2 separate regions of the Mus musculus genome follow, and region 2 is linked to region 1. The links are chromatin contacts, called in public HiChIP or PLAC-seq maps. All regions are on one chromosome and are shown on one strand. Each heading gives the region's core, a stretch centred on a gene start, on an enhancer-like site or on the middle of the called end of the contact. The rest is flanking DNA. Distances are from core to core; before and after follow the strand shown.

Region 1 (3,005 bases), core at 142-2,641:
TGCTGCAATGGCTTGGTCTGGCTGTCTGCCCAGTTGTCCCACGAGCCTTGCCTGGCACACAGCCAGGGTTCTGAAATGCCCATTGAGGGACAAACGAAGACACCTAAGAGATGCCCCTGCCAGCTGTGCCACTGCTGTGGTCCCTGTGAGTGACAGGCATGAGGGTCTGTCTTGCCTCAGTGTCCCACTACATTAGAGAGAGTCCTTTATTGCTTGCGCTCTTTCTGCTGTGACCTTTGGGAGAGGGGAGGGGTTACCTTATTGCCTCCCACTTGTTAACTCTTGGATCCAGTTTAGCCTGAGGACACCACAGGGGGCTGCAGAGATGGAGAAAAGAGAGCTTCCAGCTCCTGAGTTCAATTCCTGGCACCCAAGCAGGTATCCCACAACTAACAGTGACTACAGCATCTAGGGGATTTGATGCCATCTTCTGGTCCTGGGCATGAACATAGCCATATACTTAAATAAAAACAAGTCTTGGAGGGAAAAGGGGGGGATCTGACACGCCCCTTCCTCATCCTCTTCTTTTGGCAGCACTTGGGCTCAAACCCAGGGCATTGCACATGCTAATGCTCTATTGAGTCACACCCCAGCCCCTTACTAGGGGATCTTGGCAGGTGCTCTATCACTGAGCCACGCTCCAGCCCCTCACTGGGGGATTCTAGGCAGGGGCTCTACCACTGAGCCACGCCCCCAGCCCCTCCCTGGGGGATTCTAGGCAGGGGCTCTACCACTGAGCCACGCCCCCAGCCCCTCCCTCACTGGGGCGCTCTAGGAAGGTGCTCTACCACTGAAGCCCTTCACTGCTATCTTTAAGGCAGGCACTCTCTCTCCACTCGCTTATATTCTAGGCCTCAATTCTGAAAAGCTGACAGAGCTCCAAACATTTACTCTCAGGTCCCTTCTCTCAAGGTAAGATGGAGGCCTGTAACTGACTTAGCAAAGTGGGCCCCCAGCCACAACCAACTGGAGCTGCTAAAAGCTGACTTAGCATTGTGCTTTGCATTTCTCCCTTACGCGTGCTTAGCAGTGTGCTCTGTCATTTTCCCGGCAGCTGCAACCAGCAAGGCTCTTGGAGCCACCGCAGGGTACTCAGCTCCCCTTATGGGGAAGCAGCTGTGGGTGTCTCGCCTGACGCTCTGGAGTCTCTAGCTTTTCCGGGCCTGTGATGTACGCTGCCGGCTCGGGCCCTTCAAGGGCAGGGGAGCCCTAGGTCTGTGGGTCTGACTTGGGAAGGAGACATTAGCCTGTATCTACAGGACAAGAGTCTTTCTCAGAGGTGAGCAAGCTGGGGGATGTCAGCTGTGGCTCTGCTTATGGGGAAACATGGGATCTCTCGAGGTCATTTCTCAATCATCTGCGTCATAGCTGGGACACCCCGTGTCTCCACTTGCTCAATCCTAACAGGCTAAGGTGGGGAATTCCTGCCCCGACAACCCAGTCCCTCCTGGAAGGCCTTCATTGACTTGCCCGAGGACACCCTTACTGTCCTAACCAGGACGCAACATCTCAGCAACCCCACGCCCTCACTCGACATACAAACCATTTATCATGGCTACTGTGAGTGTCTCATCTCCCCTCCCTGCCCTTCATTTTTTGAGACGGTGCCTCACGTAGCTCAAGCTGGCCTTAGATTTGCCATTTAGCTGAGAATGGCCAGGAACTCCTGATCCTCCTACTTCCACCTTTGAAGTGCTGGAATTCCGGGCACGCACTACCACATCCTGTTTATGGGGTCCTGGGGATGGACCCAGGAAGTCCTAAAAGCTACTTACAAGCTCTTTACCAAATGAGCCACATCTCTGACTCTGGTTTCATTCCTCAAATTATCTCTCTTTTCCAGTTCCCTTCAGTCTGCCCCTCCATCCATGCCCCGCCCACAGCTGACTCCCTGAGTCGGGCTCTTCATCCCACCTGCCTCCTGTAAGATCTGGCTTAGCAAGCCTGTGGCAGTGTGGCAGTTCCAGATCACAGGGAGACCACTTCCTTCCCAGTGGTGACAGCACAGTAGAATGACCACAGGAGAGCAGGGGGTAGTCCCTAAAACAGGCTCTTTAATAATGTTTGTCTTCACTGAAGAGCTTGGCTTTTCCCCCCAGCATTGGGCTGGGGCTGGTGGGCGTGGCAGGCTGTCCTAGGCTAGGCAGACCACAGCCTGGTCAGGTTATTGGAGTATGTGACCCAACACTGGTGGGCAGGGCCTGAGGTTGCTAGGAATCAGTGGGTAGGCCTTCATGGGCTTGATAGACGTGGCTTGCTGCCCTTGAGTGAAGCAGGCAGCCAGTGGGTAGGCCATGCCACTGTAGGAGTAACCAACTATCAGTGGCCAGGGCCTGAAGTCACCAAATGTGTTTAGTTGTCAGTGAGCTAGCTGCCTGTTATGGATTCGGTGGCCCTTATAAAAATAGCTGCTAATGGGAGTGGCCATCCACCAGTGGGTGGGGCCTGAAATCATTGGCGGGCTATCATGATGTTTGATCGACTGTGGATATAGCCTTGGCCTGCCACACATGGTCACAGTGGGCCCCTGGGGTCTGAAGTGGCTAGGCTGGCCAGCTATTTTGGCCATGCTAGACCATAGGTAGGTGTATTTAGCCATTCATTAGGTGTTGCTGACCATCGTGGGCTAGCCAGGCTGTGGGTGGGCAGGACAGACAACAGGTGTCCTTGGCCTGCTGTGATGTGCGTGACACCCGTGGGTAAAAGGCATGGCAGCTAGTAAAAGGAGTACTGATTCTCCACAGCACGAGCACGGCCCAGCGTGGCCTCTGTGGGCTCCTCAGTGGCTCCAGATGCAGCATCCAGCAGGTGCTCTGTGCTGTTGCTGCGGCTGTGCGCACTGAGCGGCCCCTCGGCTGGGCGTGGGGGCAGGGATGTGGCAGAGGACGATGAGCCGGATGAAGACGAAGCTCCAGCGCCATTGGACGGTGAAGCGGGCGGGCAAGTGGCCGTGGCCAGGCTGGAGAAGTAGTGCTGGCCAGCCGGCTCCGTCCAGCAGGCTGGAA
Region 2 (2,961 bases), core at 41-2,540, 280 kb after region 1:
ACACACCGTGTTCTGTGGCAAACCCAGAGTAAATGAGATGAGAAAGGATAATGTGGGCTGTTGGGATGGCTCTGTGGTTTGCTGGCAAGCCTGACAACCTGATCTCGATCACCAGATCTTAGAACCAGATCCACTAGACCTCCACTTGTATACCATAGAACACAGACAGACACACACACAAGGTACACATTTGTGGACTCCAAATTCCTTTAAGAAACACCACCCTGGCTTGTAAGGAACGGCACTGAACTTCAGCTCTAGAACCAGTCTGAACCACTTGTACCTGGTGGCCTTCAACAAGCCATGTCACCCACAGAGTGGGCACAGTGTCTTACAGGTCCTTCTAGAGAAGGGTGGAAAGGTCTAGTGAGACAGACCATAGTCTAAGCAGTTGTTGTGGCTGTTACTCCTGCTGTTCTGGGCCCCATAGACATCTACACAGCAGCAACAAACCCCAAACTTGCTAAGAGTGGTACTGCATGCTTAAGGTTGTGGGGGGGAGCAGTTGCTACTGTTAGCTGCCTGTGACCATTAGTGCTAATTGTCAATTTGACAAAATCTAAAATTGCCCAAGAGATGGGTCGCTTGATGTGCCTGTGGGGACATCTTGACTGCATTAACTGTGGCGGGGAGGACAGCCCTATTCCCTGGCTGGGATCCTGCACCGGACAATGGAGAAGGGGAGCCAAGTAGCACATGCATTCACCGAGCTCTGGTTCTCGCTATGAACGTGATGAGGCCACTTGCTCCTTGTGCTAGCCTGAATAGCTAGTCTAGCCTACTCTGTGTTCTGGGCCGTATAAGCCTTTCAGTGAATCTCTTAAGATGGAGAAATTTTAACCAAGAGACCCAAGATTTGGAGGGTTGTAGTTTTGCTTTACACCCATCACAACCCAGAGCAAAAATAAACTGCAGCTGCATCTGACAAGCCTTGCACCACATACAATACCTGCTAGACTCTAAGATACTAAGACGTGAGAGACAGCATCCCGAGGTGAATAATGAAATATACTGAACATCAGACAGCAGGCGTTCTAAGAGCAGCCAGTGTCAGGCGGGGAGGGGAAGTCAGCCCATTAGACTGTACAGAAGGGATGCCTTTACAGATCAACTGGGCAGTATGCATTGCCTGGTACTGGACTGTTTCTGAAAAGTCTACCTCAGGCACTAGGTTCTCTGGACACAAATAAGGCAGCCTGACTTCTGTCTTCGGCCTCTTGGCTCCAAACAGGAGTCGCCTTCCTCTTTCTCCTCCCAACTACCCACAGAGCCCTCCTGAGCCTCACCAGAAGCACTATGAATCAGAAGTCCAGTGTACTTTGCTTCCTGTGTCCCCAGACCATAGTACCCACCACCCTCCCAGCAGGGCCCTGCCTAGGAAACATGGTTCTGCGGACACTGCCACTCCCATGGGCCTTGAGATGAACCTGAGGGAGAAGCAGCCACAGACCTCCATTACTCTGTTCTCTAAGCAGTTACTGCTAACTGTCTGGGAGATGCTTCCTCCAAGGCTCCCTCTGCTTGGGCCTTTCAGAGTTCACTCAGAATACACTCAGAGACAAATTCAATCCTTTATTCACTTGGTCACTGATATGACATGCTGCCCACCTAAATCACATGGTGCACTTCAGTGGAGGGATGTGCTCAACTGGTAGAGAATCCGCCTGCCATGTCTGAAGTTCTAAGTTGGCTCTTCGGCCCTGCATAAACTGGGCATGGTGGTGCACAGCTGTACTCTCAGCACTCAGGAGACTAAAACAGGAGGAAAAGTGGTCTGATGCCAGGCTGGCTTACATAGTGAAAGACTGATGATCTTTTTTTTTTTTTTTTTTTTAAAAATAAGAGGGCCAGTGGAATAGCTGATTTAGTATGGGTGCCACCCACAGAGCCTGAGAACCTGCATTCGATCCCCGGGATCCACATGGAGGAAGGAGAGAATCGATTACACACAAATGAGTTTACTCAAGTCAGCCTGCTCAGTGCTCTAGCCAAAACACATCATGGACATACAGACCCAAACTTCTGCACAACGGAGACAGGCCTGAGAGCTCTTCAGAGGACTGACCCAACAGCATATTAACTGGACGCAAGGAATGAAACTAAGGGAGACAAGCAGGCTGGAGCATCTAAACTGCAGTTCCCAGCAGCTGCACAGGTAAAAATTAAATCAAGATCTCAGTTTCTCTGGGCTGGGGATGTAGCTTACTTGGTAGAGTAATTGTCTAGTGTGCAGAAAGCCCTGAGTTAAGTCTCCAATACTACCCAAAGTGAGCATGGTGACACATGCCCATCATCCCTGCACTTGGGAGATGAAGTTAGAAGTTCAAGGTCATCCTCAGCTATATAAAGAGTTTAATGCCAGCCTGGGCTATATATGGGGCCCTATTTCAGAAATAACACAAGGCTACTTTGGCTTCTTAGTCACTAACCGCACGTCAAGGATCACAAGCCATATGTGATGAATGGTAACATAAAGTCTTTTGGCCCTATCAGTTGGTCCAGAAAAGTCTGTTAGACAGTGCTGATTTTCTGACCTTCCAGGTTTTAAGGGTCATGACAGAACCAGGTACATTGCCTGTTGAACATAGATGAAGGCTTAGGTTCAATCCCCAGCACAGGGAATGGAGGTATATGACTATAATCTCAGCAAATACTGGTGCCCATTTTGTGGGCAAGAAACTGAGGGCCAGATGGAAGTAGGAAAGAGCTGAATATGTCTGTTGCCCAATTTTTGACTGTGGGAAACCCACCCTGTCTCCTCCCCATGCTCAGAGCCAATACAGATCCCCTTTTCCAGGAAACAAGAACGGGTGAGTAGGTCATCTTAGAGAAAATGAGGCAGGCAGAGGGAAGCCATTGTGTTTTAATCTCAAAATAATCACACCACTGCCAAGAGGAATAACCCTGATCTCATCTAGGCTGGTAGAAATGTTTTCCTCCTAAAGTATTTGTTTCAGAAAT

What was found. HiChIP or PLAC-seq counts read pairs in DNA pulled down with a chosen protein or histone mark.
Region 2: a contact with region 1 is called in an H3K27ac HiChIP or PLAC-seq map of microglia, with 4 times the contacts expected there. The contact joins two enhancer-like sites. A contact is called at or near these places in 1 of 115 datasets of contacts at active chromatin or transcription factors (microglia) and 1 of 9 other capture datasets (adipose tissue).

What each region holds. Positions count from the first base shown.
Region 1 is chr5:136,216,115-136,219,119 of GRCm38.p6, forward strand. It overlaps Sh2b2 (SH2B adaptor protein 2), which reads right to left. Exons shown (of 9, transcript NM_018825.4): 9 at 2,035-3,005. The coding sequence ends at 2,716. Among named protein-coding and RNA genes, the nearest start is that of Prkrip1, 19 kb to the left of the region's middle. Within about 2 kb of position 1,392, at least 67 of the 459 cell types and tissues checked have an H3K27ac peak or open chromatin away from gene starts, as enhancers often do. A contact at or near this core is called in microglia, where this site is marked.
Region 2 is chr5:136,494,476-136,497,436 of GRCm38.p6, forward strand. The region is part of intron 1 of Cux1 (cut-like homeobox 1); the gene reads right to left. Among named protein-coding and RNA genes, the nearest start is that of Cux1, 72 kb to the right of the region's middle. Within about 2 kb of position 1,291, at least 15 of the 459 cell types and tissues checked have an H3K27ac peak or open chromatin away from gene starts, as enhancers often do. A contact at or near this core is called in microglia, where this site is marked.